Linked DNA regions of Zea mays: region 2 is linked to region 1. A link is a contact called in public Hi-C data. All regions are on one chromosome and are shown on one strand. The core of a region is the stretch at or near the end of the contact, and the rest is flanking DNA. Distances in the headings are between cores, read along the strand shown.

Evidence for each region. A called contact is a pair of places that touch in the nucleus more often than the background predicts.
Region 2: a Hi-C map of ear shows a contact between it and region 1, with 1.7 times the contacts expected there. The contact joins two enhancer-like sites. A contact is called at or near these places in 2 of 25 Hi-C or Micro-C datasets (ear and tassel).

Annotation. Positions count from the first base shown.
Region 1 is chr3:138,403,911-138,406,610 of Zm-B73-REFERENCE-NAM-5.0, forward strand. It overlaps LOC103650611 (AP-2 complex subunit sigma-like), which reads left to right. Exons shown (of 6, transcript NM_001324270.1): 6 at 972-1,268. The coding sequence ends at 1,013. Among protein-coding and RNA genes, the nearest start is that of LOC103650611, 10 kb to the left of the region's middle. Within about 2 kb of position 1,336, at least 9 of the 20 cell types and tissues checked have an H3K27ac peak or open chromatin away from gene starts, as enhancers often do. A contact at or near this core is called in ear, where this site is marked.
Region 2 is chr3:138,696,096-138,698,795 of Zm-B73-REFERENCE-NAM-5.0, forward strand. No RefSeq gene overlaps it. Among protein-coding and RNA genes, the nearest start is that of LOC100274146, 61 kb to the right of the region's middle. Within about 2 kb of position 1,311, at least 16 of the 20 cell types and tissues checked have an H3K27ac peak or open chromatin away from gene starts, as enhancers often do. A contact at or near this core is called in ear, where this site is marked.

The DNA.
Region 1 (2,700 bases), core at 86-2,585:
CGCGCTGTGCGGTTTTAGTTCCAGAATCCAGAGTTCCAGACTTCACCGGCCCAGATTTCTCGTCCAGACACGCGCGAACAACAGGTGGAAGGGGAGCTACAGGTGATGAATTTCAGTTGGATGAAGATCTTCTTTAGGTAACTGGGTGGTAATGTGTGCTGTGTGGTATCTGGGACTGGTAGTATTAGTAACTAGTAGGTGTTTCTTTGCTGTTTTCAGTATTGCTGAATTCATGTCATGTTTACCCTATCCTTCATATATATTACATAGTTATATAATATAGTATAATAGTATATACTATATACATAGGTCTTGGATGAACAGGACGACTAGTAAACGACCAGGTCGACCAGAGGTCGATTAGTCGACCTAGTCGACGACTAATCGAGATTAGTCGCCTGGTCGTTCCCCCAGTTCGACTAGCTGGTCGAGCGACCAGAAAACATAGCACCAAAGCACACGTCTAAGGCTTGCCCCCGGTCGCGGTCGTTCTCACATGGACTACATGTGCCGCTGTGTATGTGTGGTGTAGGGGTTCAGGGGTTTTTTCGATCTACGTGAGAAGGTCTTTTTCTTAATATAATGCCGTGGGGGAGGTCTTACCCCGTAGGTCGAGTTTTTTTATTTGTATAAAAAATTGATGGAAGAATCCACTGTTTTCCCAGTATATGTTGTAACTGAATATACTTATAAAATCAGTTAATAATTTATTTTAGTGAAAAGTCAGGTGCAATATAGGTGCTACTATGTTAGATAGTGTCACTACAACTTTTTGTTGACTGTATGAGTTCTAGAATGGTAAAAGTATTTCTTTCGTGCAACTATTCTACCTTAAATGAGATTAACTGAATATATCGATATTGCCAATCTGCAACTTACAAACTTTATACTGCAAAACGTAGCATGTTCGTTTTTTTTTTGCTGTACTTTAAAGTTGCATATTCATCCTCGTCACTTGTGTCTTTTTTCAGGCAATTATAGAGAGGATGGGCGAGCTTGAGAAGCTGGAATGAAAAGAAACAATGGTGTAGTGTACATTAGCAATTTAGCATAGGTCCGGAGCTAGTTCTGCCCAATCGACAAATTACCTCCATATTTTTCACAATTCTTTGTACCTGTTGTGCATCATCTTTGCTTCACTTAAACCTTTATCAAGCCGTGAATCGGTGTATGTCTTTTTAACGTTTCCTGAGGTTACTGAGGGTTTTTGAACTGCATGTGAGGATTTTAGTTTGATGGCAAAGCGAAAGATCCACCGCATGAAGAAAGGATATGTGTCTGTATGCTGATTTGATGTGTTTCTGACCAATCTTGCTGATAGGCCTGAAGTTCTCGCTGATAAATGGGCTGGAACGACCTGTGAGGACCGAAGGTCCTTTGGGCTTTTGCGTACTAAGAGCATCTCCAACAAGGTGACCTATAAAAATGCCCTATAATTTGAAAATGAGTATATTTTATAGAATTTATGGCACCAACAAAACACCCCGCTCCAACAGTAAAGCCCCAAATCTAGATTATAGGGCAGCCCACTACGGTGTAGTATATTTGAGTCACTTGAGAGGGTGCCCTATAGTTTTTTGACAAAATTTTATGAAATGGGGCACTGTTGGAGTAGTTTTTCCTGTGTAGAGTCCTATATTTCAATTTGAGGCACTAGTTTGAGGCATTGTTGGAGATGCTCTAATAGTAGTAGGCCGAGCTGACCGGTGTAACCGCATTTCTTTCTCGTTTCTTGCTTGCTTCTTAATGCGTCTTTATTTATCTTTGTTTGCAACAAAAACTATCAAATTTGTAAGTTGTGCTAAACAATTACCAAAGTTAACGGGGCAGAGTCAGGCGTTGAATCTCCCGCACCCTATGGACTGACTAATTTGTATTCGTACATGCACGCGTTGGTTTGTTTATGGACAGTTCATTGGAAGATAATTCATGTGACTACGAAACGTGCAGCTGTATTGTGTGATATCGGTTTCGCTTTCCAAAAAAATCTTTTGAGAATTTCGAACTTATCACTGGGTGTAGCGTATATATAGCCAAGCGTATCTTCTTTTTTGGGGGGTATATAGCCAAGCGTATCTTTGCTGTCCGATGTGATGTTTATTTTTATGATGATTCTAGTTGTATATCTCCTGATGACTTATTTGGATGCACCTCTATCCACTTTAATCCACGTGTACCTGAAGTTGATTAAGATAGAAATTAATCTAAATTCGATCTTAATCTACTTTAACACAAAAAAGATTAATCTACTTTAAAGTCTTCTTTGGCGAAGGTGTTCACTCTTTTTTGTGTTGTTTTTCAATGAAATATTTAAGATTCGGCAAACGGTGAATGTTTAAAGAAGACGACCGAGTTGATGTTTGATGTACTTTTATCTTTTTAGGTTATTCTACACAGTTCATATTTTATATTAACCTTTATTTTTCTTAGTATATATAAGATGTGCTGCACTTTTCTGAGTTAGAGAGAGAGAGAGAGAGAGAGATGGTTATCCTGTTGCTGCGTGACAGTCTAGCAGATGTGGAATAAAGATAACGGAACAGAGCACTAGCAACTATACAGGGCCACCTACATAAGTAACTACGCTTTGAAGGCAAAGTACACTTATGCTTTAAACTGTTCCAACTAACCGAATCTAACATCCCTCTCGAATCAAAGCACACAAATTAATTAAATATGGTCCAAACATTAATCCCAGTT
Region 2 (2,700 bases), core at 61-2,560, 290 kb after region 1:
CTCAGCCCCCTTACGGAAGCAAGGAGACGTCAGCAAGGACTCGATAGCCCCGACAGCTGTCCTTCCGCCAGGCTCCAGCGCTCATCCGACGGCCACGACACCACACGAACCGGGTGCCAAAACCTCTCCGGCTGCCACGATGGCATGTACTTAGGGCACTAGCTCTCCTCCGCTAGACACGTTAGCACACTGCTACACCCCCCATTGTACACCTGGATCCTTTCCTTACGCCTATAAAAGGAAGGTCCAGGGCCCTCTTGCAGAGGGTTGGCCGCGCGGGGAAGGACGGGACGGCGCTCGCGTAAGGCCGCTCGCTCCCTCCCGCGCGGACGCTTGTAACCCCCTACTGCAAGCGCACCCGACCTGGGCGCGGGACAAACACGAAGGCCGCAGGTTTCCCCTTTGACGCATGTCTCCCTCCGGCTTCTTCTCCCCCCTTCGCGCTCCGTCTCGCGCCGACCCATCTGGGCTGGGGCACGCGGCGACAATTTACTCGTCGGTCCAGGGACCCCCGGGTTCGAAACGCCGACAGTATCAGTACGCAATTGAAATGTTTTTTTAGAAATAACGTTTCCTAAATCGTATTTTGATTATGAGAATAATGAACTTCCACGATGTCCTACAAAAGGACAAAACCAAAGTTATGCAACCTTTTACGATGCTCATTCAAGAAAAGAAAAAACAAAAAAAAACGAGTTAGAATGACCATTGACCAAATAAACAAACATTAGAAATACGCCAGGAGCCGGAGAAGACAACGCACACAGGCGTATAGCGTGCGCCACAAAGCCGCTGCATTTAGCGGATCACCGACGTCCGGTAAAATTTAGAGAAGCATATACCGAACATTGCTGGAGGGAAAGAGGAGAGAATGAACCGGTAAATTTAGAGTACAGAAGCTTTTACAGGGTCTTGCTGGAGACAGCCTAAGGACTCATGCGACGACGGATCGGTGCTATGAAGTATGAACTTGTGATGAGGGTGTGGTTGGTTTGGTTGCCAGCTTGGGATACTTGCAGTCGCAGAGAAAAAGAAAGCGATGTCACTTGTTCGTCCTGGCTTTAATTCGACTATAGTTGTGGTTTTTACAGTATTTTTTCTCCATGAATTGCAACTGCTGCATAAGGTATGCATGCATCTTGATCCTGATGTCCTGACCCGAACAGTGCAGCGTGGGTGCACTGCAGCGTGCACGGACGGACGCACACGACAGAAGACGTACGGATGCGAAAGCGAAGCGGGGCCGGAGGCCGGATGCCATGCGTCGTGCGCCCCGGCCGGCGCAGCGCAGCGCGCGTGTGATCACATCAAGTACGCTACGCGAGTACTGGAATTCCTCTCCGCTTTGCGTGATCGCAGGCCATCACGCAGCAGTGGTGCTGCTGCTGCTGCTCGTGACGTGGATGGCCCATTGGGATCCGCCGAGCGCGCAGTCCTCGGCTGCTGCTGCTGCACGGAGACGTGGACGTCCCGCTGCATGACATGCAGAGTGAGGAGAGGACTCGGCGGCACGGATTACAAAACCGTTTCATATATAAAAACCGCTGCCAGCGGTAACGGTTTACCAACAGTAAACCGGTAAAAACCGATCGGTTTGAACGATCCAAATTAATTTGAATTCGAACTGTTTTATCGGCGAAAAACCGGTGAAAAACCGCTCTAAACAGCCGGTTAACTGCGAAACGAACCGGTTTTTGCTGTTTTTTTAGAAAATAAAAAAAATTTGACAAGATTTATTTGTATTTTTCTCAATTCATATTGTATAGTAAATTTTAATTGATCCACACGATATGTGTTCACCAAAATAACATATAACATACATATGCAACCATAAACTACAGTTCTCATGCAACAAACAACCAGCGAACTTCGCAATACTCAAATAAAAGTTCTTTTACAACTCTCCAACGAGACAACGACACATAGGTCGACTTTTTTCACAATACTCACATATTTATCTCGAGTCATAGTGATAGTACTAAGACATGTTGGAAGGATCGTGATATTGTTCTAATCCATTATAGTGATAGTGATAGGTCTATACAAAATATGAGATACATTAACGAGAAAACAAGAACAGCAAATAAATATTTATCTACAAATAAAAAAACATATCGGTATGTGTGTTTGGTGTTTGTGTATTGCATGTGCACCTCACCAAGTGTTGGACTTTTCTTCCGATCAGTAAATCTTAGGAACACATATAGAAGAATTGGAGCTAAGGGTTCTAGATTGAGTCTTGTCTAGATGGATAGTTATTATAAGAACTGAAGCTACTTGATCCACGAATTCTATCTTGGACAGAAAATGAAACTGAAATTGACCACTAATGGGGTGTTTGGTTTGAGGAATGGGCTAGTTCATCATTTTCTCACTCCTCACTATTTTTGTTTGGTTCGTAGAATAGAATGAGTTGATCTATCACCATCTCATCCCTCATAGTTAGTTAGTACTAATATGAGGAATGGTGTCATCCCACCAAATATGAGGAATGAACCCATGATGCACCAACTTAATTTGGATGGATTGATTTCTCAAACCAAACACTCTATAAATGCCTAAGGCCTTGTTCGGTTGTTCCAATTCCATGTGGATTGGAGTGTTTTGGAATGTATTAGGATGGTTTGACTTGCTATGGATTTAAACCGACTCAATACCACTTAATCCACATGGATTAACGGTGAAACGAACAAGCCCTAA